6 separate regions of the Mus musculus genome follow, and regions 1, 2, 4, 5 and 6 are each linked to region 3. Evidence: chromatin contacts called from public HiChIP or PLAC-seq, Micro-C and promoter capture Hi-C data. All regions are on one chromosome and are shown on one strand. The core of a region is the stretch at or near the end of the contact, and the rest is flanking DNA. Distances in the headings are between cores, read along the strand shown.

Region 1 (4,943 bases), core at 2,292-4,791, 1.6 Mb before region 3:
TGCAGTTGGAGTTCTAGCAGGTGCCATCTGGTCACACAGTGACCTCAAACATGCCAGTGTCCTGCACCCCTGGTGAAATCCAGGCAGGATTCACTCAGACACATACTCATCCCTACACGGGCTGAGGTTCTGATCTGCGCGTCAGAGCTCTAGAAAGGAGTGGAAGTTACATATTTAAATCTACACACTGCACAGGAAAGTCAGGGAGACTCAGAGCAGTGGCAGGGATCTTGTGGATGCCCTTGGTCCGTTATCCATCAGATTGGGGGTGGGGGTGGTTCCTGGCCAGGAAGAAAGGGGAGAACCTCTTCCAGGTGGGATGGGTTCACTTCAAGCCTGGCCAGTTCCTGTCCTGGGACTCCAAGTTTAGGCCCCAGCACTGTCATTGCAGATAGTAGATCTGGGTTCCCTGCCCTTTGGGCTATGACCATCTCTCTAGAGAGAAGATCTGGACTTCTGGCCAGAGAGTGATGTCTGGAACCCCACATTTCACTCTCTGTCTGACCAGACATCCAAAGCCTCTGGTCACACATCTTCAATGATTGTACAAAGGTCTTGTGTTCCAGGCAGACTAGCTTATCCACACCCTTGGGCTATCACAGCAGCTTCTGGCCAGACTCCCTCTGTACATAGAGTTCCTCGTGACCATGCTGCCACCATCCTTCCTGGTCTAGCCACAACATCATATCTTTCTCCAGAAAGCTTCCCTGACCCCTGCGACATCAGTCCTTTGTCCAAACAGCCATGTTATACCCACAACTTGGCAATGAAGCGCTCCCTGCCTTCTGCAGACCAGGCCCTTGTCCGTCCATCCCCTTCCCTCTTGGTGGTCAGGATTTACCTCTGCACGTCTGTGACTGAGTGTTGGTACTCAGAATACCCCAGATAAGGGAAAGGAGAAAAGGGACCACATCAAGGACTAGGGGTGGCATCTGGCTTTGAACCCTAAAGAGACAAGAGAAGGTAGATTCTTCTGATGTCCATGTCACAAGTGTGGATTCACTAATCATAGACCCAGGCCACTGAGTGGAGGACTAGAGAGGGTCTGAGCTGCCACTTGGGCTCAATCCAGTTGTTTTAGGTCCAAAGGCTTCAATTTCCAGGAAATTAAGTTTAGACCCATAGGTAGAAATGTAACTTTCCAGTGCTGGGCAGAAATCTTGCGGGTTAGGGAGCCAGGCTCTTGGGGTGTCAGGAATGGGTGAGGTAGAGGCCAGTGCGGGAGTCAGAGTCTCAGTGCTTGGCCACCTGTCCTAACCAGAGCTGCCCCGAGTCCTCTTGTGCCCTGTCTGTAACTTGGATGCCTGAGAGAGGAGGCCATGTCACTCTCTGGCTATTGAGCCAGCAGCTTTTGCTCTAGGGGACAGTGTCATGGCCAACTGTTCTGTGGGCACACAGGGAGCAAGGGGGATTCTGGTCTCCAAAGTCAGGCAGGCGTCTGTGGGGTTTTGGCTGAGTCTCCTGCGGTTTGGGCTTCCTGGGTAGCAGGCAGAACAGAACAGGACAAGTGTTATAAAAGCTGCATTGTCTGGCCCAGTTCAGGCTGGGGAGGGGGCTTGCTGGAACTCTGGGGGCCTCAAATTACAGCCCAGGACTAAGCCTTCCCAGCAGCTCCCCCTGGACTCGGCAGCCTGTCCTGGGCACACTCCGCTCCCCTCCCTTGCCACTGGGTGGAGAGCAGGTCAGACGAGGGAGGGGATCTTGGAAGGAGACATTACGGGAGAGCGCAGAGACAAACGAATAAGGGAAGCAAACAAGCATGGAAACGTGGGGGTGGGGGAGAGGGAGGCAGAGAGAGAGAGAGAGAGAGAGAGAGAGAGAGAGAGAGAGAGGACACAAAGGCCTCCCAACCCCCTGCTCCCCACTGTCCTTCCAAGCTAAAGGGGCCTGGCCCTTGGAGGAGGGTATCCCTAGAATTCTAAGTTTTGAATCAAGACTCTACAGGCTCTACCAGAACAGGGTCTTAGGGCTGGTGAAGTCAGAACACAGACACATTAGACTCCACTGGCCAGGCATCACTCAGTTTTGGGAGACTTTCCACCTCTACAGTTGGGAGAGGCCAGGCCAGGTAGACAAGCAGCCAAGACCATCCCCCAAACAGAGAGACAAACTTGGGTGGCGGAGGCTCAGGGTAGGGGCGAGAGGTGGGGGTGGAGACCCAGGCCTAGAGCAGGAGAAAGAACGTGTCCAAGGCCATGATGGGAGTTTGAGGTCCAGGATGACCTTGGGTTTTCATTACTGACAGTGTTGGGGAAAGGAGAGGTTGGTTTTGGTGGGAGGAAGGCAGGGCCTCTGACTGAGCCCAAATAGGGGCTTAAGTCAGGAAACCTGGGCCTACACCTCTGCACCCTGGCCACTCTGACTCTGAACGAATCTGGATGTCCATATGAGCCTCTAGGAAACTCTAGACTGTGAGGGCCGGGGGTTGGAAGGCTAAATTGGCAGAGGTGCCCCCAGGGAACCACACTCTCTTCCTTAGTCTGTAGGCTCCTGGGGCAATCAGGGTAGTTTAGCCTCTGAGGTGGGGGAAGGGACATTTTACTACGTTGTAGATTGTGTGTGTGTGTGTGTGTGTGTGTGTGTGTGTGTGTGCCAGCGTGAGTCCCATATAGGGTAGGGTAGGGACTGACGGGAGGGAATTTCAGCTAGCAAGAAGGAGAGAAGGGGCCAGGTTCCTAACCACTAGTTGCTGAGACAAAAGTTTTCAAAGAGCGCTCCAGCTACATTCTGCTTAGTTTGGGGGAAGGGAAGAAGAGAGACTCAGACACTGCCCCCCCCTCCCTGCCACACACCCCGCCTAAGGCCCTCATAAATATTTACACACTGGGCAGAAATGGTTCGGCCACAAATCCCAATATTATGGGCAGACATCGCAGACATCACGGAGTGTGTGTGTGTGTGTGTGTGTGTGTGTGTGTGTGTGTGTGTAGCTGGGGCTAGGGGGAGTTGGAGCCAACTCTGCACAGCCATGGCCGCCTGCTCCGGGCCCTGCCTCCTCACCCTAGCCCTCTACTCCCCTCTTATCCCCTTGGACCTGGTCCCCAATACTGAGACTTCCCATCCCCACCCCCACCCAAGCTCCTGGGAGCCATCCGCCTGTACGTCTCCAAGAGGACCAACAACCCCACCCCCAAAACTTCTCTCAGCCTCCACACCACTCTGGTCTAACCTTCGATCTCCATTCCCGCTCCTACCTGGGTCCAGGGCAGCGCTGGGGACTCCATGAGGCGCGTCGCAGCGAGAAGGGCACTGACCGCTCACCTGGGACATCGGCCTGGGACCTGGAGAAAACAGCGCTCAGCGGGCGGGGCAGGCCTCCCTCGCGTGTGCGTGGGGAAACGGAGTGGGTGCCCTAGCGCATACTCGTGCAAGCTGCGCGCTGCTGGCCTAGGCAGGTCACCTCGTGGACCCCGCCATGCGACACCTGGGTGTCGCCCGCGCCCCCTCCCCGCTCACTCGCTCTTGGCTCCCATTCCAGCGCCAGCTCGCACCCACCGATCGCCCCTTCCTTCTTCCTTCTCTCGTTCCAGCCCCCTCGCTCCTCCCCTCTTCCCTGGCCCACCCCGTCCCCGCCCCCTCCTCGCTGTCTCAGCCCCCCTCAGGCGTCCCCTCCCCCGTGCGGGACTCGCTGCTGCCAGGGCAGGACACGTCTGTCCGCGGGGCGTCCGAGGCCTGAGCCCCCACAGGAAGCCAGCTCGTCTGGTTTCCTCCCCTCGCTCAGAGCCAGGATCTCCAGTCTCCCCAGATCTCCGCCTACCCAGGGCCGGGAGAACCTCGCGGCTTGCACAAGGGGCCGCATGTTTTCCTTCGGTCTTAAACTTTGTAAAAGTTTCCAGAATATCAAAAGAAAGAAGTCACAATCATCCTGGGACAATGGTCTGAATAGTAGTAGCCCTCAAATCGCGTTGTCCCGAAGATCAGAGCAATCTAGTTCTTTTGGTGCCCTTTGTTCAAGTCCTGGATTTCCATTTCGGAGCTGGGTGCCTGGAGTTAGGGGCTCAGTCCGTCAGAAACTGGCTCTCCGGGAAGCTGGGCTGGTGTCGCATCAGCCTCCTGGTCCCATAGCAGCCAAAAACACCCCCAAGGCCCGCCATCCCCGCCAGTGCCAGTTGGACACGGGAATTCATTTTAGACAGACTGCCCATCACCAGGCTGTCACTCCAACTTTCTCACACGAGGGTGAGTGTAGAAGGAATTGAGGAGAGGCCAGTCTGTTGATCCGGCTGGTATGGTAAGCTCTGGCTGTGCGGAGGAACTGTCACCAAAAAGTGGGGGGGGGGCTCGGAGACCCTCAGAGTGACCCCAGGAGCTTGTAGGCAGCCAGGTGGGGCTTGGCAGGTCCGTGGAGGTGATTCTCAGGTGAGAAGTCCCTCTGGGACTCACACTGGACCTGAGCTGCCTCCAAGCCCGGCGGCGTCTGGGTCCACACCACCAGAGCTAATTAGGGAGGCGGCGGCGCCAGGACACCTCCTCTCAGCCTGCGTTACAACCGAGAGGAAAGCTGGGACGCCAAAGATGGAGCTCCCCCTCGGTCGCCTCCCAGTCCTCGAAGTCACTACTTACAGCTCTTGTAGGTCTTCTGGGCGCCGTCGGGGCCGGGACCCGCGTGGCCCCCACGGCGCCCGCAGCTCTCTCACCGCCCTCGGCCACGTTCCGGGGATAGGCAGGGGTGGCTGCGCTGGGGGGAAAGTGGGACGGGAGGGAGTCCCGCCCTGGACGTCTAGATGCTCGCTGCGGGAGACTTGGCGCCCTAGAGCCTCGGAGGTCAGGCTGCTGTCTGGGGGCGTCGCAGAGTTTGGGAGCACTCCTCCTTCCTGGTAGCGGCTGAGTCACTGCGACGCGCCCGCGGGAGGGTTTGGCGGCTGCTGCATTCTTCCCGGCTTACCTGAGCCGGTAGGCCGGGCCTCACCTGCCTTCAAAAGCAGCTCCCCAGTCTCTCCTTA
Region 2 (4,697 bases), core at 1,831-4,330, 1.8 Mb after region 3:
TAAACAGACAGTAAAGCCCCACTATTCACACCGACACAGAGGAAGACACACAGAGAGAAGTCAGGGAAGGTGATATATTAATTTGCAGTAAAACATATACTATTCAACTTAAAATATAGTCCTTTATTTATGGGTTGCCCTTCCTACTTTTTCAGTGGCTAGTTTTTATTGCCCTTACTAGCCAAATAGAGGGCCAGGAATTTGATTAAGTTCTAAACCTAAATAATAAGAAAACAAGTGTAAAACGACAAATACAAAGAAATTTTATCAAAACTAGGCATTGGGATAGAAGAATAGGAAAAAGCCTTCCGTATAAAATATGCATGAAGGTGAAGGGAGGGCAGACATAGGTGGGCCAGGAAAGGCCTTCCAAGTCAAAGCAAAGAAGACACAGTTTACATTTAGCAGTGAAGAGATTGGGACAGCCAAACGTGTGAACAAGTGCGAGCAGAATACAACTTTACAGGTGTGTCTTACGCAGCTCACTCAGGAAGAGCAGAAGCACCAGGCACAGGGTATTAACAAGGGGACATTTTAATTCTTAAAATGAAAATAAAGCTCCTAAACAGCAACACTACAAAAATTCATCCCTTTACTTCTAAATAATAATTAATAATAATAATAATAATAAAAAGGAAGTTATACAAGATAATTAAGATTTGCAAGGATTCATAAGTCAGCCAATCAGAATCCCAAATTAGTATTAGCTATGTCAATCAGGAATGTGATTTATCCATCCAGTTTCTGTTTGCTTAAAAGTTGTAACAATAAAGTGAGTTAAGATGTGTAATGTATTTTAGGATATAAAGAAGCAAGGTAAAGTAATAACTAAAATTAAGATTATAAAACTTATGGGACTAGAAGTAGCTGCTATTAGACTTCCATAAAGACTTTCATAAAGCTCTTTAGAACTTAACTACTTAGCCTGTAAAGGGCTCTACGTTCAATTCCTTGTACCGTAGAAGTAAAAGGACAACCATTTTTATGTATGAAAACCAGAAGAAGTACATGGAATACTTTAAACTCTTTCATTTACATTATAAAAATTACATGAAGGAAAAAAAAAAAACAAATCCAGGTAGGACACCCTTTGTGTGGCTCTCAACTGTTTAAAATATGTGCTTCAAATACCAAGAACACACTGCCCAACTGAGGCTACACTTGAAGATATCAGACACAATGATTTTGCCAATCGAAGAAACTTTCAACCAGCATTACACACGAACCCAAGATTCCGAGCCTATGCCTTAATAAAAACTCAATGAACTGGGAAGCGAGTCTTTTAAGAAGTACGCCAAACCATTTTAACAAAAATAAATAAATAAATAAATAAATAAATAAATAAAACAAAAATGTGGTGCAGGCACCACACAGCATACAGAGCACACAATTTGTACTTCTTTTCCTTCTCCTGGAATCCAGCGTTGGTTCACTCTACTTCCCCCAAGCAAACTTTATTAGTGCACCCTGACACTGAACTTTCCTATCAGGCCACCTCTTCATTCCAAGGGGTGTGTGTGTGTGTGTGTGTGTGTGTGTGTGTGTCCGTCCTTCACAGACACGTAACTTCATTTCTATACACAGAAGATATTTACACCTTTTGTATTGAACAAGGTCTTGTCCATCACCACGTGAGAAATGCAGAATAACAAGTTGTATCAGTTACCACATCCACTGAATTCCTATCACATTTTTAACAAGAACCCAACCCCCAGGGACTCAGGTTTGATCAACGCTCTCTATCCCACTGCAGCTGCCCTTTCCATTCTATTTCGGACACCAAGGAAGTCCTGGAAATAGAACTGAACCAAAGACGCATAACGGAAAAGTGAGTTTCTTTCCCACTGTATTCCAAGAGTTCTTTTCCAATAGTGCATCCTGTGCCACAGCACACTAATAAGAGGTGGTTTGTGGACTACACTGTGATGGACTACGCGTACAAAAGCCCTAGCATTTCAGCACAATCCACCTCAGGCAGTTTAGCATGTAACCTGCATAGTAAAGTTTCAGTCCAGTTCAGAATTGAGAAATGGGGACTCTGCAGAAAGTGATGGGGGGGGGGGGGTGGAAGTTGAAGGGTTATAAAAGATGTAACCTTCAAAAGCTGTTACCATTCTCAAGCGCTGAATTGGTTAGTAAGTCGTCCTGAAACTATTAGTAACTAGGAGTGACCAAACTCTAGGTCGCATATCTGCACAGAATGTATTGGAAGAACAGTACATTTCCAGGAAAACAGAGGGGGCAGGGGGAACTCTCCCAAGTCGTTCTCCTCGGGTCCTGCCAGGCCTCGAACTGACAGATGCCGGCGTGACTAACTTAAGTAGCACTAAGGCAAATTAAGGCAGGAGAGGGTTTCTCTCCTCCGAGGCTGCTCGGCTCCGGGCTCCAGCCGCCTGACTTCCGGCCTGGGAAGGAAACGTGCAGCCCAGGGCTGAAAGAAACAGGGAACCGGCCAAAGAGGAAGTAGAGCTGGCTGAGCAGCTCGGCAATGCCCGGTAGCTGCTTCCCGAGCTCGTCCGGGAGCGAGGACCGAACGGGGACGGGGACTGGGACGAGCGGGCTGAGAGAGGCTGCCTCGCCCGTGTGCGCGCTCGCCCTTCCGCCCGCTCGCCCGCCGGCCCGCAGCGGACCGAGCCCCAGCCCGCCTCCCTTCCCAGCCCGCGCGCAAGCCGCGGCCGGCGGCTCGGGCCTTCCCTGGCGGCGGGACGGGGCCCAGCGAGGCTGAGGGGAGGCCGGGGAGGGAGCGACGGCTGTGCAGCTGCCCGGGGAGGCTGACGGGGGAGGCGAGGCGCTTTTTCACCGTTAGCATCGTTATGTTATTTTTTTACCTGTAGCGCAGCAGGGCTCCCCAGCTCCTATTCCCTGAATCCTCCTCCCCTCCTTTCTCTCTCTCTCTCTCTCTGTCAGTCTCTCTGTCTCTCTCCTCTCTTTATCTCGCTCTCTCGCTCTCTCTCTCTCTCTCCCCGTCAGTCTGCCGGGCTCTCGTGGAACACGCCGGGCCTGGCCCGACCAGCAAGAGAATGGGGCGGGAGGTGGCGGCGGTGACCAGCGGCCACGTGACCACGCTCCCTCCGTAACGGCGTCCGCCTCCTGCTGCGCGCCCTCCCGGCGCTCCACCTCTAGTAACCCCGCGCGCCCGGGGACCCGTGCGCAGGCGCGCGCCCGGGCCTGGGACGAGCCAGCGGGTGAGCCGCGGGTGACCCGCGCTCTGGGAGCCTGGTGTCTTGGGGGATAGGTCGGGGTGAAGAGGGAAAAGGGGACGCCCGAGACCAATGGAGCTGCCTGGGCCATGCCGATGCGCATGCGCGCGGGGCCTCCCTACAGTGGGAGCCGGCCTTCTGCCACAACCCGAGGTCCCCCACTTGCCACCAGCTTCCCAGGGTGGGACTGGCATCGAGGAGATAAGTCAGGCCTGGGAACGTCCTAAGAATCTGGCACTCCTGCCTCGGATCGCACAATTTCCTTGTCTCCTGTAAATGGCCTTCCCTTCATCCTTGGTCTACAGCTGTACAGACTGATGACAGATAGGTCGTGCCACCCAATTTTGTAGGGACTCACTACCTCTTTGTGAAGACCTTCTTTGTATGAATCCAGAGAGGTGCTGTTTTTTGTTTTGTTTTTTTAGCAACCCCACACCTGTAAAAACACACAGGTTTTATCTTCTCAGACCTCGAATCTAGACTAATGACTAGTCATTAGATAGTTAATCTAATGAATGACAATTTTGGCAAATGACTAGACCCTGGTTTTACCGCCCTATGCCCCTGCTTAATCCTGACTTAAAGTTGCATTTAACCTCCAGCAATGGGAGGCTGGTATTTTCTTCTTCAATAAGAAAGTGGTAAATAGCTCATCTGAGTTGGAGAGAGAGAAAGAGAGATCTCTTATTAATCTGTCTTTACAAATAGCGCAAAAAAAAAAAAAATCAGTTGTTATGTTCAGATTATGGAAACCAAAACAGAGGTCAGAAAGTTAGCTAGCTTCCAAGGAAGGCATACCACACTTAACACAGTGATTCTCTTTTTTCTAATGCCCTTCTCACTGTAGCAGAAATTGAACAGGTTGAATAGAGTAAGCTATTAAAAGTTCTGGCTAAACTCATGATTACATTAGTCTCATGAACAGAATCCTAAGAAATAGGAAGATGCATCATGCTGTATTTGGATATTGCTCTCCCAGCTAGCAATACAGCAGTCAGCCACATGACTGGTATTCTACAATGTATAGTGGACTTTGTTCTCCGGCACCGAAATATCTCACCGCAGACCCTCATCTCCTTCCTGAAGTACTGACTATGCTGGTGTTACTGGGACTGTAGAGGTCCTTCAGTGTGGTCACCAAATGACAGGAGAAATCTCTATCCCCTCTTGGGACGCTTAGTCTCATAAATAGCATAATTTAAGAAGGGACCGAAGGGCAATTTCATTAGAGATGAAAAGAACATCTCTGAAGACTATAAAGCTCAGCTGCTTCTCAGAGATGGATAAAAGAAGACAGAAAGCAGCCATACCATTTGTGGTGATTAAATAAAAATCGCCCCCGTAGGCTCATGTGTTCGAATGGTTAGTCACCAGAGAGTAGAGTGATAGAAGGATTTGAAGGTGTGGCCTTGTCAAAGGAAGTGAGCTTTTGAAACCTCAAAAGCTCATAGTGGGCCCAGTCTCTCAGCCTACAGATCAGGAGTAGTTTTCAGCTGC
Region 3 (4,412 bases), core at 6-2,505:
TCACGTGCCAGAATGTAGAACAAGATAAGATGTAAGTTATGATTCTAATCAGAGAAGAGCCTAACTATATGGCCAATGTAGTTGTAAATATATTTTGAATCTGAGTCTTCTTTCTGGGAGCATGGGACTGGGAGAAAGAACCAGGCCTAACTTCTACAAGGTTTGGGCAGTTTAATCAGCTACACAGCTCTGGAAAAATTGCCTCCACTCTCTGAGACTTTTTTCCTTAATTGCTACACAAACTTTCTATCCACACCAGGGTCATGGGATTGATGGTTAGCTCAGAGTTCTGTGTGTAGGGAGCAATTCGAGGGTCACCCATTCTTTTGTGTCTTCCTTTCATAAATCTGTTTTTAAACGGAGAAACAAAGACTATTGATGTATGGGAGACACAACTAGAGTGTCCATAAGAAGGGAGCTGAGATACAAGCAGAGTCTGGTGTAGGGTAAAGTGAAGGCAATTAGTAAAGTTGATGTTTTTAAATAGAATATTGGTATTTTACTGGCGCACCCAAGCAGATTTTTATGTATTGAGATATTATTTGACTTAAGACTATGTCATAAAGTAGCATGCTATTTTGTATGCTAACTTAAAAAATAAGTTAAGGGACTAGAAAGATGGCTCAGTGGTTAAGAGGCCTGACGGCTCTTCCAGGGGACCATCACCCATATGGTATCCTACAACCATCTGTAACTCAGGTTCCAAGGGATCCGACGCCCCCTGCTGGTGTCTATGGCCACCAACTGCGCCATGGTGCACTTAAGGGTGGGCAGGCAAACTCTCATACATTAAAAAATAATTTAAAGAGTAAAAAAAAGAAAATATTATTTTCATTGGAGTCAGAGTTGAAGGGCTGTAATCCCAGCACTCGGGAAGCAGATGCAGAAGGCGATCTGTACATTTGAAGCCATCCTGGTTTACAAAGCGAGTTCCAGGGCAGCCAGGGTTACACCTTTGAGACACTGTGTAAGGGTCTCTACTCCCCTGCATAACGAAAAGAAAAAAAAAAGTATAACGTGCCTAGAAGTTTTTATGTCACCCCTTTAAATTCTGCATCTAAAGACAGCTTAAATCCAAGACCAAGCAAAGCTGAAGGAAAAGAACATAGCTCTCCCAGACTTGGCATTTCTGCACAAGAACACGCTTCCGTCCTGGAAGGGGGCGGAACGCGTGGACTACAACTTCCAGAGGGCAATGCGGAGAGGCACCCTCGCTGATTGGCTACTTGGGCGCCGCCCTCTGCTCCGCCCCTCCGAAATGACTCTGTTCCAGGTCCCGGGCTAGAGTGCTCTGGAGGCCCACTTCAGGCCGGGTACTTCCTTTGCTGACTTCATGGCGGCGCGGCCTGCGTTCGGAATAGTGCGGCAGCTCCTGAGGTCCAATGCTCGGGGTTGCAGCTCGGGGGCTCCGGTGACGCAGCCTCGCCCCGGGGAGCCCTCGAGACCTACCAGGGAGGTGAGCCCACCCAGCCCGCCTGCACACACCTACCTGGAGGGCGATCCAAGCCACCCTAATCTTCAGAATGCACTCTGTCCTGAGGCTTCCTTTGGGGAGGACCCTGGGCACTCACTGCTGGGTTGCTTGAGTTCACTCCTGCCCAGCGGGAAGGACTCCTCAGTTTCCCCTGCACCCCCTTCCCTGGAGAACCACCTAATAACAGGTAGCTGTGCTGCAGCAGGAAAAGGGGGTGCTATTAAGGAGTGAGAGTTAGGTTCCAGTGAGCTGTTCCAGCTTTCGCTTCCACCCAGTCTATTAAACATTATTCCTCACCTCCGGGGAGGAGGGTGCCAGTGCAGTCAGGTGTCCCCCGGACAACTGCTTCTTTGACAAGGACTAAAAAATATTGCTAGCCAGGTGTCCGGCACAGCCGGTTGTCACTTTGTTGTGGCAGGGTTCCATGACCTATCTTCTTTCTCTTGGGATGGGGTGGCCTCATTTGATGAGAACGAGAGCAAGATCAGGTTCCGTGATAAGGAGTTCCTGCCTGTCTTCATAGTGAGGGGCAGGGTCCTGTATTGCACTTCTCCGAGTGTTTCCAGTGACGGTAGGTCTTAAGTTTGTTGTTTTATCTAAATGGTTAGGGAAACCTGCGAAACTGTTCCATCCGCTTCTGTCTTCCAGAACTGAGCGTGAAGTCCCAGGACTCTGAATTTCACAATATTTGCCTCTCCCATCTTGCTCAAGACATAGGCAGGCTTATGTCAGAGCGTTCACTTCCTCAGACTTGCCTCTCTGGGATCCTCAGATAAAGCAGGCTTGTTGTTACAGGGCTCTCCAAACCCTTGAACTTTGTACTTGAGTGAAAAGCGCTAGGATAGCCAAGGCCACCATGGGAGCTCTTAAAAACCGATACTAGCAAAAAATAATTTTTTTCTTCCTCATCATGGATTTTGTGCTTTTTGTGAGGGGGCCTGTGCAGTGTGACTAGCTGATGGCCCCTTGGCCTCACACTCTCTCTTGGGGCACAGTAAAGGTGGGACCTTAAACAGAAACACCTGTGCTAGCCTCTCCCCTGGGGTGCTGTACTAGGTCCTGTTGGACACATCCTACCAGGGCAAGCAGTCATTCTTTCAGTGGTACCTCAGACATTGCTTTCTGCATATCTCACTTGGGACCGTCTTCCACTAATTGACAGTTCCTAGATGCTAGGTCTCCCTTCGCCTTTCTAAGTATTTCCTCCGGTGTTTCCCTCAGTGCATGTAGCCAGCCAAGCCAGCAAATGTCTTTTGGCTGCTTGAAGCACATCTAATGAGTTAGGTGGAGCAGTAGACAGAGCAAGGCCTAAGGAGACCTGTGATCTTATCTTTCGTTGGCCTCTAAGTTTACCTGGCTTCTAGTCTGTGCACTCACTTTCCCTTGCTTTCTGTCTATAAATCCAGAGGCTTAAACCGGCTCACCTTGTACAGGAGCATAGGGCATGAGATCTGTAAGAGCATCTTAGAGGTGAGGTGAAATGAGGTACTCAGCTCCTTTATAGAACTGCCAGTGGGCAGGAGCAGAGGTGCAAACATCCGCCACCCTCGCCCTGCCTTCCTTTCCTCCAGGGACCCTCTGCCTGCCCTTCACAGTGCTCTGGTGGGCTGAGGTGGGGAGCCATGGTGGATGCTCACTGGGCTTCCTGCGTGTGACGGTGTGGGTGTGAAAGAGAACTGAATCTTAGGTGGGAGCTGGCTGTGCAGAGTGGAAAGGGGGTCTTGGGGCAGTCTAAGGACGGGTGGACAGCTTCCACAGGCGCCTAAGGGAAATGGAGAGGAGCTGCTGTCTTGGCCGAGGTACAACAGACAGCTTCCTGAACATTTAGTTCAGGCAAACCCTTTCCTTCTCTGGAACGCTACTCTGACTTTCTGGGGGGGCAGAAAAGAGTTCTGGACTGAGGCCTGAGCCCACTGCCTATGGTGGGGTTAAAGGACTCTAGGTGACTCAGGCAAAGACAAAGTCGCCTAGCTGTTCAGAGTTCTAGAAAAGAGCAAAAGCTGGCAGGTGGGTGTTGAAGACAGGAATTGGTGCAGGAGAAATCACGGGAGTGGTTCTGGAAGGAGTAGGGAGGACGGTGCTGGGGGGAGGCAGCAAGGAGGATGGTACTGGGAAAGTCTTTCCTTTTTGCTTTCAACTTACTCAGTTCCTTGAAATCCATGTCTCAGGGGAGAGGACTATGCTGGTCAGGAACAGAGATGCAAAGACCCCCCCCCCCACTCTTAGGTAACTGGGGAGAAAGCCATTTAACAAAGCTTGGGACAGTGTTTATTAAATAGTTTGAGGTGTGTGTCTGTGTGTGTGTGTGTGTGTCTGTGTGTGTGTGTGTCTGTGTGTGTGTGCGCGTGTGGTATGTATGTTCATGTGCATGTGCCCATGTCTTTGAAAGCCAGAAGACAATCTCAGGTGTCACTCCTCAGGTGACATACACTTTGCTTTTGAGACAAGATCTTTTTTTGATCTTAACCAGGGCTTGGCAGTTTGGCATCAGGGATCCACCCGTACCTCTCTCCCTAGCTTTATAAGCATGGGTTCTGGTTATTGAACTCAGATCCCTGCAAAGCAGGCATTTGAATTCCCACCTCGGTTAATCTAATCTAGATAATCTCTTGCATGCCTAGAGGGGCTTGTCTCCTAGGCAGGTCTAGATCCGGGCAACTTGATGATGTTAACCAGCCCACATGGCAGTCACTTACTGAAATTGTTTATAAGGGACCTCCAGTTGAATTAGATGGGCTTGTTTCGACTTTGCAGAAGAGCAAGCTAAGCAGGCGCATCATGTCAGAGCCCGTGCCCAGCTGGAGCAAGCCAGGCTTGGCCACCGTCCTCAAGAAGCCAAATGAGGCTGGGTAGTGGCAGCGCATGACTTTAATCCCAGCACTTGGGAGGCAGAGGCAGGTGGATTTCTGAGTTAAAGGCCAGCCTGGTCTACAGAGTG
Region 4 (5,078 bases), core at 1,986-4,485, 1.1 Mb after region 3:
AAAAAACTATCAGAATACAGTGAGGAGAGAAGCTTGTGGAGGCCAAGTGCTCAGTGAGTCAGAGAAATCTGGACTCGTAATATTAGAGCCTGTGAAGTGGAAACCAGATCCGAATTCATGACCCACAGCGGTGTAAGTGACAGGGAGAAGTCTGTAAACAGCATCAGGGTTATTCAGGGAGACCGAGAGTTTATTATGGACCTGGGACCCTAAATAGCTCACGTCCTAGGTCTCAAATTAATAATGCAAACAAATGGAAGACAGTTTGGTGAAGAATGACAATGATTAACAGCTGAGGTGATTGAAATGTGAGGAAGTCCCAAGAGAGTCAAAGTTACGCATTGCCAGAACACTAGCGTGAGATTATAAAGCTATCTGTTGACTTTAAATCCAACCATTACTATATAGATGCCATAGGCTGGCACCAACACAGAAGAGTTATCCAGAAAAAACATTTTATCAACGGCCTTTTATTGCTTTGCTCTGAAAATTAGTTGAAAGGAAATGCTACACAGTATTTGTTGAATGACTCTATTTTGGCTCCTTTTCTAACTCTAACTTCTATGAATTTTACAATGCCATGAAAACACTTCAGCAAGGATTTTGGCATACTATTTACAATTTCTTGAATACCATTGCTCACGGAACAGGAGCGATGGAAAACAATCACTTAGTAACCGAAGAGGCACAGTCGGGAAGGAGGAGAAATAATTGCCTACCGCCCTGTTCGTGCCGAAGAAAAACTCTTCCTTCACTGAGCTTAAGAAACAGGTTGGGAGCCAAGAATTGCATGTCACAGGAACATGCCTCTTCCTGTCACCATATCAAGGTACCTAACGGTTGGCCGTTTGTGGAGCCAATATCTTTCTACCACATGTGTGACCAGGAGCTTGTGGGAGACAAGTAGTTAGGTCAGGGATGAATCGGAACCTGGCACGGGCCTTGGGCGTCTGCCATCATTAGTTACAGATCTGCCAAAATGCTTTGGGGAACGTTTTAATTTAAATGCCAAGTTTATTTCAACGAAATCTCCCTGATATGATCTGTTGGGAATCTAGAATGAAATAGACAGGTGTTCATTTTGAAGGGCATTTGTGAATTAGTTCTGTAAACAACAACCAAACAACCAAACAAAACAACAACCCATTCTGGGTGTTTGACCCTCAGGGTGCCCCTACTTAGCTCAGAACTCTCCAGGAAAGAGCTGAAGAATCTTTGTTAGCTACATCATTTTTTCTTTTGCTACTGTCATGTAAATGTAGAGGATTAGCGTCTACTACAAGAGGGGCAGGATCCTCCTGTGATGACTGAAAACATCAGAATTAGAGAACTTCTACAGGAAGACCCCTGCATTCTATCCTCTCTAACATACTCAAACACAATTATGACTATCAATCTAATAAAGCAAATGAAAAGCTGATTTGAAAGTATTTTTCTGTGAAACTGTCAGAAGACCAAAAATATATTTTGAGGCTAAACTAGGAAGGAGTTAATATGGAGGGGTGAGGCTAAAAAAAGAATTAAAATGTCATCTATCCATAAGAAAACATTTGTTAGTGGGTAGGCCCTATTTGACTTGCCCAGATGTTTACAAAAGCGTGCCAAGGGGATCAGAAGAATTAAAACACCCCAAGAATAACGAAAGGATTTTGATGTCGCATTTGAGGAAAGGGTGGACATGTTTATGAATGTAAAGCTCGTTTCCTTAGAGGCTCCTTGGCAATTTGCTACCATATTATGGTAACGAGGGCAAGGTCTCTAAGTTCTGTCCCAGGGGACTCTCAGGTACTCCTGGCCCAGGGAAAGTGCCTTTCCAGAAGATGAAATACAGTGAGAGAAAAACTGGGAAGCCAGAACCAGGCATGAAACTGGACCTCAGGGTGGCTGGGTTGGGGAGGTGGGTGGAGCCTCTGGTACCACACAGTGCACTCGTCCTGCTCTTCTGCCAATGGCTCTGCCAGGCTACACAGTGGCCCTGCGTTCTTCCTTGGCTCCAGGAATGGAGGTTTAAGGAAAGTATTTGCATATGAGAGCGACATGTTAATCATTGATTTTTGATCCTGTCCCAAACGATGGTCCTGATTTGGATGGTACCCACTAGGGGTTGAACAAGCAAGTCTCTCTAGTGTCAGGTTTAGGAAAGACACAGACTACAATGATAAACCTCCGTGGGACAACCCAGAGGCACCAAATAAACTCTGCGGAGGTCTTCTGTCTCTCAACGCCTGCCAGCCATGCCATCCCTACCCCAGATCCTGGCAACCTGTCGTGCTCATTGAGTTTAGCAGCCCAAGGACACGCAAGAGGATTGGTTTCTGTATGGGAAATGGGTTTGCTCCACTGAGGAAGCCCAGGGGGAGCAGGGTGGGAAGGGAGCGGGTTCCGAATGAAGGGCTGGAGCTGGACGCGAGGTGCAGCGGCCAAGACCACAGCCCCAGGACCCTCAGCTCGCCCGCGGCCTGCGGGTTCGCTGTCCCCCTCGGGATGCCTTCAGGTGACTGACAGCTGGCTGTGGCGTGCGCCTCGCTGAGCCGGCCTAGGAGAGCGACCACAACCGCAACGCCCGTGCCCGGAGCCCGGACGGGTCCCCTCGGCCTGTAGGGGGCAGCGCGAAGCCCGGGAGGCGATGGCCGCGGGTAAGTGGCGGTGGGCCCGGGGGCCATCAGAAGCCGCCCTGGGCCTCGGCTGAGCCCTGAAGGTGTGGGGGGGGGGGGGGAGACTGACGGGCCTGGGCGGAGCCGGGAACCCCGGAGCCCCGCGCGCCGCGCCTCCGCGTGTCGCCAGCGCCGCGGAGTGGGCGCACGTGTCCCTCGCGCCCCGCCGCCGCGAGCTCGTCGGTGAGCGCGGGGCCGGAGGGGACGCGGCGCTCGTCGGTGAGCGCGGGGCCGGAGGGGACGCGGCGCGCGGCGGTGGGCGCTGGCGCGCGCGCGTTATTTTTGGCGCCCGCAGCGGCGCGTGTGCCGGGGCGTGTTTTCCTTCCCCAGGTGCCGGCAGCGGGGGCGCCGCCGCCCAAGCTGACTCCTCTCTCCTCTCTCTCTCCCCGACCCCGGCAGGACCCCAGAGGTAATTCCGCCTGCACGACGTCCTTCGCGCCGGAGGCGAGCTCGCTGCACGCGCCACATCCCAACCAAAAAGAGAAAGAAAAAAAAAAAAAAGAAAAAAAAAGAAAAGAAAAAGCGGAAGAAGCGGCCGAGGCGGCGGCGGCGGCGAGGAGGAGGGGCCGCGCGCAGCGGCCCGAGGCGGCGGCGGCGGGGACGCGGGGACGCGGCTTTGTGCAGGCGGGTCGTGGGGCGCCCATGGCGGAGTGTGGCCGGGGCGCCGCAGGAGGGGCCCTGCCCACCTCCCCGAGCCCGGCCCTAGGCGCCAAGGGCGCCCTGAAAGCCGGAGCCGGGGAAGGCGGAGGTGGTGGCGGGGGAGGTCGCCTCGGCCACGGGCGGGCGCGCTATGACAGCGGCGGGGTTTCCAACGGAGACTGCAGCCTCGGCGTGTCCGGGGACGAAGCCCGGACCAGCCCTGGCAGGGGACCTCTAGGCGTGGCGCTCGCGCGGACCCCTAGCCCAGCTGCCGGTCCGGTCCCCAGGGACAGCAAACCGGGCGGCCTGCCCCGCCGGAGCAGCATCATCAAGGTAAGTAGGAGACCCGCGCGCGTCCTTGGGCTCGCTTTCCCCGCCCCGGAGAAGCTGTGGCGGAAGGAGGCGATGCAAAATGAGCCCACTGCGAAGGGGAAGCCAGGGTGTAGGGGTGTTTGGAGTGCTGGAGCAGGGATTGGAAAGCTGATGGCATTGGGAAAGAATGGAGAGGTGATCTGAGTGTGCAGGAGTGCTGTGCTCTGACATCCCCAGAGCAACTTGGGGCTGTCACCTCTCTCCAGATTGACTTGGAATTAAATGGCCTTGTACCTGCCTGGGTAGGACAGGCTTTTCAGAGGCAGCTTAGCATGGTGGCACACTCCCTGTAAGGTTTCTATTGTATTTTAAAGGACAGGGATCATGTGAAAATATTTTCTCAAAACCCCAGGCAATGAACATATATTATTTAATAGATTTCTTCTAATCTACTGGGTAATTGGTTGCCCCTTGCAAGTGATTGTATTTGGGGAATGTAAATACCTCTCCTTCAGTTACTCGGAGAAAGGGAACATAAACACAGATTTCCTCTTTTTTAGCCTCAAAAGCTCTGAGAGAATACAGTTCCGCACAATTTAATTCTTTCCTAGCTGCTATAAGCAGGCCTCTCCAAATTAGCAAGTTTCTTTGGAATGGTTTTTGCTTGTTTTTGTTTTTGTTTGTTTTGTTTTTCATGGTGCTATTTAGAAAGCCACCAGTTGTTTTGTGAATTTTAAATTTCAAGAGGTGACATTAAGAGTTTATGGTGGCTTCCTTCAAACATTGCAGTGTAGTTGCAACATAAAAATATTTCTTGTGACTCGAAGTGAAAAGAGAAAGTTGATAAGCTACGAAAAGTAGAACCTTGAGCCAGATCAGCCCATTTGGCTTGTTCAAATATGGAGCAAATATGGAATGTTGCTTTTTGAGACATGAAGGAGTTTTTAGGACAGGCCAGTGAGTACTGTCTGGTGCTAACTCATCCTGTTTGTGGCTGACAACCCTTAGGAGACAGGTCAGAATGTGCCAACAGCACAGAGTTGACACTGGTGGTATTTGAAATTCAGAAATGCTCAAGTACTGTGAAGGTGCCTCTGGGTTATCATCATCTGCAGCCATCTAGTGTAACAGACCACTTTGGTGCTGTGTAAGAGGCTGTTGTGAAACTGCATCTAGCCTTGTCATCTGCTTGCTCAGGTTTTGTGTGGACAGGGCACAGTTGAAGGGCTTAAAGATCAAGTGCATTGCCTGTCTCTAAAGATCAAGTGTATGGTCTAACTTTTAAACCAAGAAAAGCGGTGTCCGTTTTTTCCTGCTTGTGTAGCTCTTAGTGATGGATATATCTTCTCCTTCTAGTATGTGGTTTGTTTCCAGGAAAGTTGTCTTCGAGTATATATGATTATTGATCCTATTTGCAGAGCTATGCAACATTCCTGTTTTTATTGGTTAAATATTTGTGGTGAATTTGCATTG
Region 5 (4,366 bases), core at 263-2,762, 1.5 Mb before region 3:
AAGCTCAAGAAGTACAAGTTTTACGGAGAAGCAAAGTGCAAGATTTGAGCGCCGCGGAGGATGGCCGCGGGCCAGAGGGACGCTGGGGAGACTGTCTCACGAGTCACCAGAGTCTTCAGTCTGGGGGAATGGACTCCACTGCTCACTCCGGCAGCTTCATCTCTGGTGGCCTTGGGCCCACTCTCCGTTACCTTATTCCCTCACTCTCAAACCTCACACTACCCCGCAGGAGCTCTGTCCGAATGAGGAGGGTATCCACTAGATTAGTTCCCCACCGATCAGCTCCGGCGCACGTAAATAAATAAATAAATAAATAAATAAATAAATCACAGGGGCCATTACCAGTCTCTCTCAAGTCCCCAAGAAGTTTTCCGCTTTATCTCAGATCTGATTAAGAGATGCGGGAGTGGGGGGGGAGGTTGACTAGTCTCAGCACTTTCGAAGTGTGACCTCCACAAACCAAGGCGATGAGGTGTTTGAGATTGTTGCCCCCCCCAACACACACACCAACACACACACACAGACTCAAGTCTTTCTGTTTGTCCTGGGGAGTCCCGTGCAGACTGGACTTGGGGGGATCCCAGTTCACCACTTCCCTTCCCGGCTCAGGAAAGTCCGGGCCGGGAAGTATTCTTTGTCTCACTCCGGGAGGGGGGGTCGCGCCCCCTAACACCCCATTCCCAGCAGCGAGGCCAGGAGGGGGCGGAGCCCAGATTCTTGGGGCAGGGCGGGCCTCAGTGGCTTCTCCAAGCCGCCCCCCCTCCGCCCCGGCCAGCTTCCCGCTGCCCCCCAGCCCCGCGCCTCAGCCCCCACCTGTTCCCCAGACAGCTCCGATCGGCTGGGGGCCCGGGCCGGGGGCAGGGTCTCTCAACTCACCAGGGTCAGTGCTCCGCGGCCGGCCCAGCTGGAACAAAGTGCTCCGGCCCGGGGCCGGGCTCCTCCGGCGGCCGACGCGCCTCGGGCGGGCAGTTTGCAAACACAAAGTGAGCCGGGGAGCAGGCGAGAGAGTGAGCGAGCTAGGGAGTTGGACGAGTCCCCGGCCCAGCCCCCACCCGGATCCCTGGGGTCCCTGAATCGGCCACCTACCTGTCCGGCCCGGCCGCTCAGTGCGGGCTCCGGCCCGTCAGCCCGCACGGGGCATGGGGCTCGCTCGGGTCGCAGCCCGGGCCCGCCGCCACTCGCCGGGGCTGCCCCTGCGCTCCGAAGCGATCTTTCTAGCGCCGATCGCCGCGCGCCTTAGCCCCTTGGGGGCATCGCACTTTGGAGGATGGCTTGGCTCTCTCCAGCTTCCGATCGTCCTTCCCCGGGCTCCGGCGACGCTCCTGAGCTCGCTCCGGCTCCGGGGCTCCGGGACCCCGGCGTCCCCGCCCCCGGCCCAGCCCTGGTTCCGGCCCGGGCTCCTCCCCGCCGCGCCGCGGCCGCCTGCGCCGCGCCCTGATCGCGTGTTGGGGGGCTCCGTCCCGGCAGCTGGTGGCACTGTCCGGTCCGTAGGGGCGACCGGCTCCGGACTCCGAGGGGCTGCGACTGAGCCCCGGCTGCGAGTGGCTGCGAGCGATCGGCGCGCGGGCGGGGCACACCGGGCGGGGGGACCGGAGGGGTGGAGGGAAGGAGGGAGCGCGCCGAGCGACAGGGAGGAGGGAGCGAACGAGCGAGCGGCGGAGGGAGGGGAGACTAACTTCTAGTGCTACCATAATTCGCCTAAAGCAGGTGCAGCCACTTTTCCCCCTGAGAGGCGGCCAGCGGCAAGCCGAAGAGGACCACGTGGACCAAACTTTGGGGAAGGAAAAAATGGGGACGTGGGGCTACCGATCTGCCAAAGTCGATAGGCCGTAGAGTTTCACAGTGGACTGGGGACCCATCCGATGGGAGGCTTTATTAACTCTGGCCTTTTCCTGGAACCTGGAGGTACGGCCAAGTCCTGCTGGCACACGGTTCACTGGTTTCGGGCGGGCTGCGCCTGGCGCGGGGAGTGGTCAGGACCCCCCCCCCCCCAGTCCGAAGCCGACGTCCAGCGCGGGCCCTGCCGCGCCTCCCTCTGACTCCCCACTGTGTGGGGGCTGGGGCTGGGGAGGCTCTTTCTGGGCTTTGTGAACAGTCTTTTCTCCCATCCCGGCGCGCACGCGCTGCCGCCTCGGTCTGCAAAGGGGAATTTCCTATAAAGTGCTGTGAGAACCGATGGAGAAAGGGCTTCAGGCTGGATCCACGCGGGCCAAGCACAGAGCAAAGTCGAGGCAATTATCTGAACAAATTAGATTGTAAACAAAACTTGGCGTCCCTGAATACCGCTTGTGCCCAGGGGGACCGTGAGGATGGGGGTGGGGGTGGGGTTGGGGACGCTGGTGTGTGTTTGGGTTGGGAGGGGGAAGTCCGGGCACGGAAAGGCCCAGGTTCCGAGGGGGAGGACTAAATTGGGTAGCAGGAGCCAGGCTCAGACTGGTGGAGAACTGAGAGAGAGAGAAAAAAAATCCTCCCACTCTCTACCCAAACATCTTCCCTTTCGGGTGTGTGAAGAGGTGAGGGGCACGCCTCAGGGACCCTCCGTGTTTGGCCCACCCTGCCCAGAGAAGTTATGGGTTGAGCACAGGAAGGCAGTGACTCTGGGAGACCCTGTTGGCTTCGGGTTACCTTGAGGCAGGTGACCAAGGGCAGGCAGACCCCATGGAGGATGAACTGGGTAAGGACTGGGCCTGGTTTCCTGGGGATAACATATTTTGGAGAAAACTCTTAAAAAAAAAAAAAACACAACAACAACAACAAAAACGGGTTTCTGAGATAACAGCTTAAGCAATTTCTGCTCACCTATTCTGCCCCTTTTCCGTGGGCCAGGAGCTGAAAGGTGGTAGTTACAACCCAGCTCTGAAGCATCTCTGTTTGCGCAAGTGGACAGACACAAAGAGGGCAAACATAGACCCTGCTGAAATTTGGAGACACACAGATGTCAAGCTGGATAGGGCTGCTGTGCAGCTTGTTTAGGTATTTGCGTTGCGGGATGCGTTGAGCAAATCGCCTCCGGAAGTGCTAAACACAAGCTCTCCCACCTAGCCACGCCCACAGCCCAGCTCTTTTATTTGGACTGCATGGTGACCGGTCCAGTAGAAATGAAACTCAAATGACAGTAGGTGTAGTGGCCAGCTCTTGGGTGGTAAGGGCAGAAGGTTCAGCAGTTCAAGGTCATCTTTAACGACAGATGGGGTTCCAGGCCAGCTTGGGCTACAAGAGGCCCGGTTTCAAAAATCCAAACCAGTGCTGGTCAGATTGCTCAATGGATAGAGACACCTATCAATTCCCTAAAGTTGGACCCTGGGACCCACATCTTGAAAGTATTCTCTTGGGCGGTTAAGAGCACTGGCTGCTCTTCCAGAGGTCCTGAGTTCAATTCCCAGCAACCACATGGCTCACAACCATCTGTAATGGGATCCGATGCCCTCTTCTGGTGTGTCTGAAGACAGCAACAGTGGACTCATAGAATAAATAAATAATTCTTAATAAAAAAAGAAAGTATTATCTGACTTCTGCGCATGCATGCACACACATAAAATAAATTGTTATTTTTTTTTTGTTTTTAAAACATCTTTTAATCCAAAACAAACAACCAAAGTCAAGGACTAGATAGTAGCTACCATGTCAATCTTACCTCCTGGCAGGTATGCTGGCTCTTGAATCTTCATGATTATTCCACAGGGAAGATCTTTTGTTAGCTCTGCTTTATCTAGGAGGAAACTGAGGCCAAAAGGACACTTGCCATGTCGAAGTTTACACCCTAGCTGGATGGAGCAGTTCCAACCGGAGCAGTTTGTCTCGGACAGGGTTTTATTCTGGAGCTCTTGAACCGGAGGGTCTTTGTATTGCCTTGTGTGGAGAGGCAGCTGAGTGGCATCATGGTGTACAGACAACCAGGGACCCTTGGGCTAGTGACCCTGCTCCAAAGTTTTCTTCCCATCTTGTCTACAACAGGGGCTAAGGGGAAAGTAGCAATGAGAGACTGACTAGGACAGAGAAGGCAGGTGTGCGCCGTCACAGAACTCTGCCCCCTTACTTTGCCACAACAGTTCCTTCCTTGCTCCCACAGGGCATGCTGGGAAAATAACTTTTGCTTTTTTTTTTCTTTCGTTTCAGTTTACCCCTCTACTCAGGCCTACTCAGTCCCCTGCGGGACTGTGGAATTTGCGAGTCAGAGTGGGAAGCCCAAGGGAGTCAGAAGACCCCATCTTGTCCTAATTGAGGCAATTCAGGGGAGAAAACAGACCTCTTGAAAGAAGGTAACAGAACAGACAATGTCTTGGTCACAGTAGCCAGTTCAGAGTCCTTTCTCTCAGTTTGTGTCAGTTTGGAGGGGTTCCCCCACAGGAATCCTGTCTTAGACAGG
Region 6 (5,055 bases), core at 1,708-4,207, 1.1 Mb before region 3:
CAAAATTTTAACCTTGTTTTAATCTGTTAATGTTTTCATGCAGTTTTTAGAAAAATTTATTTATTTGTGTGTGTGTGTGTGTGATTGGTTGTTTTGTCATCATACATATATGTGCACCATCCGTGTGCCTACTGCCTTCAGAAGCCAGAAAGAGGGAGCCAGATTCCCTGGAACCGAAGTTAAGATGGTTGTAAGTTGCCTCGTGAGTGCTGGAAACCAAGTCCAGGTTCTCTGCAAGAAGAAGAAGTGCTCATGGTCGCCAAGCTATCTCTCCAGCCCCTCCATAAGGGCTAAGAAAACTGGGCTATGGACTGTCTTCTTTGCAAACTCTCCATGGTCACTGAAGCAGTCTTTTTTTTTTTTTTTTTTTTTTTTAATGTAGCTAAAAGAGCTAGAGAGTTGGCTCAATAGAGGATCTGGGTTCCATTCCCAGCTCACACTGTATCTGTAACTCCAGTCCCAGGGGCTCTAAAGCCGTCTTCTAACCTCCACAGAAACCAGGCACATATGTGGTGTGCATACATACATGCAGGCAAAACACTCACAGACATCAAAAAACAAAAAAACAAAAAAACAAAAAAACAAAAAACAAAACAAAAAAAAAAACCCAAAACAAAAAAACAGAACCTAGAGAGATTGTTTGTTTGTTTGTTTTTGAGACAGATTTTCACTATGTAGACCAGGCTGTCCTTGGGCTCACCATCACACCTGGAAAAAAAAATCTTATTGTTTAAAGTATAAGATCATCCTTGTCAACACAGAGGGTTTAATCCTGGGCTAGATGAAATCTTGTCTCTAAACAATGAGAATAAAAACTAATGACATCATTATAATAAGAATACAATCTATTTAACCAGATAGCAATAGACGCACCGATGTGGTACATTCTTTCTCTTTGTTCATTGAATTGAATTTTGCAAAGCTAACCTTTCCTCAGGGTGACCTCATCCAAGTGTGTATGCAAGTGTGTGTGCACATGTGTGTGTGTGTGTGTGTGTGTGCATGAGTGTGTGTGTGTATGTGTGTGTGTGTGTGTGAGAGAGAGAGAGAGAGAGAAAGACAGACAGACAGACAGACAGACAGAGCACACCTCCCTGGACTCAGTTCTTTCCTTCCATCATGTGTGATAAGTTTTTTCTCCACTGGTGAAACAAAGCAATTCAAGCCAGATTAGAGTGTATAAAAGCAGGTTTACTAGGAAGCTGCTATTGGGTGTGCAAGTTCATTGGTCTCAAGGAAAGAGGCCTGGGAAGTAGCCATAGGAAGGGAAATGAAGGGAGGGGGAAGAGAAAAAGAAAAGAGGAGAAAAGGGGGCAGCAAAGAGACTAAAAGGTCTGGATTATATAGGGAAGCGCCTGTGGGGGAAGGTCAGCCCAGCCCCTGGGCTGGTAAGGTCTGGGTAGAGGGTGGGGTTGTGCCAAGGAGGGACTGAGGGATGCTGGGAGAAACTGGAGGCCAGGTCTGCTTTGGTATATAAGTTGTGCACCTCAGTTGTTTGTTCTGGGGTCTGAAACCAAACCCTGGGACTCTGAGGATGGAACTCAGGTCCTTTGGCTTCTCAAAAGCCCCCTTACCTGCTGAGCCGTCTTGCCAGTGAACTTCATTGGTTTGGGAGTGCAGTTTAGGGTACAATTCATCTTGGCTGAGCAGCCAAGGTGGGGGCAGCTTGGAGCAGCGTGGGCTTCACAAACAGAAAACAGAGTCCTAAATGTGTCAACTGACATTCTAGTCAGTCAGTCAGCCTCCTAGAAGGTTCAACATCAGGTGCAGATCTTTCCAGGAACTTCTGTTCACAGTATTAAATACATTTCTCTCCCTCAAAAGATAATGTGTCTCAGTGTCCCTTTGAATGTCACATCAGAGCCCTTTCATCCTTTCCCCATAGTGTTCAGGGCCATGCAGAGCAAGCACACTGTAAGAACTAATGAATGAATGGATGGATGAATGAATGAATGAATGAATGAATGAATGAGTTTAAAATGTGAGAAATTTGAAGAGAGCAAAACTACAATTCCTTTGGTCTGGGACTTGGGAGTTCAAGTTCGTGTAAAGACTTTGGCTGTGCAAATGGCAGAACTTTTTGTTCAGTGTCCTAAACAAGTAGAGGGATCCCATATAATCACGGAGTCCCCTGAGCCTCCATAATCCACAAGAGCAGGTTGCACAGCTGTTGGACATCAGTAGAGTCTTTTGATTCTTTGGAGACAGAGGGATGGGTGGAGTCTTGGGCCAAATGCTGGGTCATTTTAGCTAGAGCCGGGTGGCTGTAGAAGAGAGATATGGTTGAGGGGAGGAAGTTGAAGAGACAGAACTGTGTGCTCCAAGGTGGCCTAAGCCTGCAGAACAAGGGGAGGGAGGGGCTCTGAGGGCGGGGTCATTTGAGAGGAGGTGGGGGAGGGGAAGGTTTACCTCACTTCAAGAAGCCTGGAAGCCTTGGAGCAGTGGAAGGCTAGAGAAAATTGCTGGGTGACTTAGGACCAGGAAAAACAGAGCCAGGGAAATACGGGAAGAGGGAGAGGGAGAAGGAGAGGGGAGAGGGGAGAGGGGAGAGGGGAGAGAGGAGAGGGGAGAGGGGAGAGGGGAGAGGGGAGAGGGGAGAGGGGAGAGGGGAGAGGGGAGAGGGGAGAGGGGAGAGGGGAGGAGAGGGGAGGAGAGGGGAGAGGGGAGAGGAGAGGGGAGGAGAGGGGAGAGGGAGAGGCTGCGCGCACGTGTGTGTGTGTGTGTGTGTGTGTGTGTGTGTGTGTGAGAGAGAGAGAGAGAGAGAGAGAGAGAGAGAGAGAGAGAATTTTAAAATTTGCATCTTGTTTCCCCCATGACAAAAATAAGCCCGCACGTGAGTCCGTGAGAGGTTATTTGCAACTGTGAGCAGGAGTGACTGAAGTGACTAGCCTGGACAGAGGAGGGTCAGGGTGACTGAAGGAGTCCATTTTACCAGACTAAAGACCTTCCTTCTGAAGGAGTATGTCAAGGCCTGCCAGAGAGCACCTGCTCCTGAATCTCAGAACCCAGAAGATCCCATGAAGTCTCTACAGAATGTTCCAGAAGCCTCTCCTCCAGTTCCCCGAGTGGAGGACCAGCTGCTGTGAATGAGGAGACACCCCAGATGGATCCAGTTTTCTGCAGAGAATCACAGACATTGTGGGGTTCTGGAGTTTTCTCTGGCCCAGGGGCCCCAAGACAGGGTGGAGCAGCCACACCTGCCTGAAGTTCTGAGGAAGAGGGCGGAAACAGACAGCTCCCGCCCTCGCCCTCACCCTCACTTTCTCTCCCCACAATTGTGATAGGCTCCACTGGGGGCATTGTGTGCCACAGGGGCTCACTTCCCCAAACAGGCAACTGTGGTTTTTCAGAGCCTGCCGTCCAACCCTGGGAGGTCAGGTGGCATGCCTGGGATCAGTGTGGGTCCTGCCCCTCGATCCCCGGGCTGACTGTGACATTGCATCTGGATGGAGCCATGGCCTCTTACGTTCCTGCTGTTGCTGCTGCTGCTGCTGTGGCTACAGGGCTGTGTCTCAGGTGAGAGGCAGGGGTGGGGGTGGGGTTGGTAGAAGAGAAAGACTACTTCCCCTGTCTACCCCACACTGCCTCTTCTTGTTCCACTATCTTAATGTTTTGTGGGTTGGGGAAGGAGGGTGGGCTGACCGGTCTTTACCAGAGACCAGTGAGAATGTCCCCTGCTAATATCTGGCCCCAGGCAGAGCTTAGACAGGCTAAGATGTAGCTGTATCCTCTATATTGGCCTTCATCTAGTGGGTTCCCTTGTAACGAAGAATGAGCATTTAATTTTCTCACAGAAATGACCTCTGTTTGGCCTTTGTCTGACTGGTGCCAGTATGAGTTCTTGTATCAAGTCTGCACACTTTAAATTTCGTTTTCTCGGAATGCTGATGCCACATCCGGTCCCTCAGCTCTGACTGGAAGGGAACCAATCCCCAAAGGCCCTTCCCAACTAGAGGCTACTCTGCAAGGGGCTCACTGGTTTCGACCTTCCTGACTGCCGAGGCAACCGCTTACCACTTCCTGTTCTGTTCTGGCTAGAGTAAGGGCTGGCAAACCCTCCCTTCACCAAGTGACAGAAAATACATGGGCACAAACGAACCTGGGACCCCAAAAGGCTTCTTCCAGGTCTCTGCCACTCTGCAGGGAGAAGGGTCTCGAAACCCTGGGCTGAGCCGAGGTGAATTCGAGGCCTGTTCTGTTCTGTTTACTTGGCAAGGGAGGAACAGACCTTAGAGCTTCAGCTACAAGCTGTTGGAAACAAGGGCAGGTGGCTTCTGGGTCTTCACTGTACCCTCTCCCTCCCTCCATCTCTTGAATTGCCCTGCTCTGCTTTCTTCAACAGACTGGATTATGAAGGGCACAGAACTCATTCATGTCTTCATTCATATTCATTCTCTCTGTCTCTCTGTCTCTGTCTCTTTCTCTCTCTCTCTCTCTCTCTCTCTCTCTCTCTGTGTGTGTTATACACACACGTGTATGCACTCCAGTCCATCCCCTTCCCCCTTCCCTGCCCCCCCCCCCAAACCCATCCCTGGTGTTACAGGTACAAATTAGAGATGGGATTTTGTTTCCAGGCTAGCCTGATCTCACTAGGTATCCCAGGCTAGTCTTAAACTCAGGATCCCCCTATTTCAGTCTCCTTCATGCTATTACAGGCTTGGGCCACATCTCACTCCTAGGTATAGAGACTCTACCATCCATGGCCAGCCTGTGGTCCGCAGGCCCCAAGCATCCTGGCACAGCCATGATTTGCCTGGTGCATCTACAGATGTCAAAGTCAAGTCCCGATGACAAAAAGTTGGATGGACAGTGAATACTGTATCTGTTGGCTGGCTCATCCATGGGACTTAAGTGTGTGTGGTGTGCTTAATCTGTGTGTTAATATAGGGTATTTAAAAATTAAGGACCATGGAGAGTGCTACTTAAAAGGTATCCAATAGGGGCAGGGGTGTGGCTCAGTGGTTAGAGTGCTTGCCTACCCTGCTCGAGATACGAGGCATGGTGTTCCCCACAACCCCAAACAAGACATAAAGAAGAGAGTGTCCAGGTAGGAGA

The links. Promoter capture Hi-C pulls out the DNA fragments that hold promoters and counts their contacts. A called contact is a pair of places that touch in the nucleus more often than the background predicts. HiChIP or PLAC-seq counts read pairs in DNA pulled down with a chosen protein or histone mark.
Region 1: a contact with region 3 is called in a promoter capture Hi-C map of hippocampal neurons, with 4 times the contacts expected there. The contact joins the promoter of Mdfi here to the promoter of Mocs1 in region 3. A contact is called at or near these places in 3 of 39 promoter capture datasets (the 3T3-L1 cell line, hippocampal neurons and liver).
Region 2: a contact with region 3 is called in a Micro-C map of the G1E-ER4 cell line. The contact joins the promoter of Tbc1d5 here to the promoter of Mocs1 in region 3. A contact is called at or near these places in 2 of 39 promoter capture datasets (erythroid cells and liver) and 2 of 484 Hi-C or Micro-C datasets (both in the G1E-ER4 cell line).
Region 4: a contact with region 3 is called in a promoter capture Hi-C map of pre-B cells, with 3 times the contacts expected there. The contact joins the promoter of Plcl2 here to the promoter of Mocs1 in region 3. A contact is called at or near these places in 1 of 39 promoter capture datasets (pre-B cells) and 1 of 115 datasets of contacts at active chromatin or transcription factors (bone marrow-derived dendritic cells).
Region 5: a contact with region 3 is called in a promoter capture Hi-C map of liver, with 2.1 times the contacts expected there. The contact joins the promoter of Foxp4 here to the promoter of Mocs1 in region 3. A contact is called at or near these places in 2 of 39 promoter capture datasets (the 3T3-L1 cell line and liver) and 2 of 115 datasets of contacts at active chromatin or transcription factors (large pre-B cells and pancreatic cancer cells).
Region 6: an H3K27ac HiChIP or PLAC-seq map of large pre-B cells shows a contact between it and region 3, with 4 times the contacts expected there. The contact joins the promoter of Treml2 here to the promoter of Mocs1 in region 3. A contact is called at or near these places in 1 of 39 promoter capture datasets (the C10 cell line), 1 of 484 Hi-C or Micro-C datasets (B cells) and 1 of 115 datasets of contacts at active chromatin or transcription factors (large pre-B cells).

Annotation. Positions count from the first base shown.
Region 1 is chr17:47,829,750-47,834,692 of GRCm38.p6, forward strand. Mdfi (MyoD family inhibitor) reads right to left here and starts at 3,542. Exons shown (of 4, transcript NM_001276390.1): 1 at 3,195-3,542. The coding sequence starts at 3,270.
Region 2 is chr17:51,176,272-51,180,968 of GRCm38.p6, forward strand. Tbc1d5 (TBC1 domain family, member 5) reads right to left here and starts at 3,081. Exons shown (of 22, transcript NM_028162.4): 1 at 2,829-3,081.
Region 3 is chr17:49,427,109-49,431,520 of GRCm38.p6, forward strand. Mocs1 (molybdenum cofactor synthesis 1) reads left to right here and starts at 1,256. Exons shown (of 11, transcript NM_020042.2): 1 at 1,256-1,456. The coding sequence starts at 1,334.
Region 4 is chr17:50,506,312-50,511,389 of GRCm38.p6, forward strand. It overlaps Plcl2 (phospholipase C-like 2), which reads left to right and starts at 3,236. Exons shown (of 6, transcript NM_013880.3): 1 at 3,236-3,626. The coding sequence starts at 3,297.
Region 5 is chr17:47,923,120-47,927,485 of GRCm38.p6, forward strand. It overlaps Foxp4 (forkhead box P4), which reads right to left and starts at 1,513. Exons shown (of 17, transcript NM_001110825.1): 1 at 1,087-1,513. Gm46601 (a long non-coding RNA gene) reads right to left here and starts at 3,720. Exons shown (of 3, transcript XR_003952247.1): 1 at 3,635-3,720; 2 at 2,800-2,914; 3 at 2,355-2,695.
Region 6 is chr17:48,297,081-48,302,135 of GRCm38.p6, forward strand. It overlaps Treml2 (triggering receptor expressed on myeloid cells-like 2), which reads left to right and starts at 2,958. Exons shown (of 5, transcript NM_001033405.2): 1 at 2,958-3,516. The coding sequence starts at 3,447.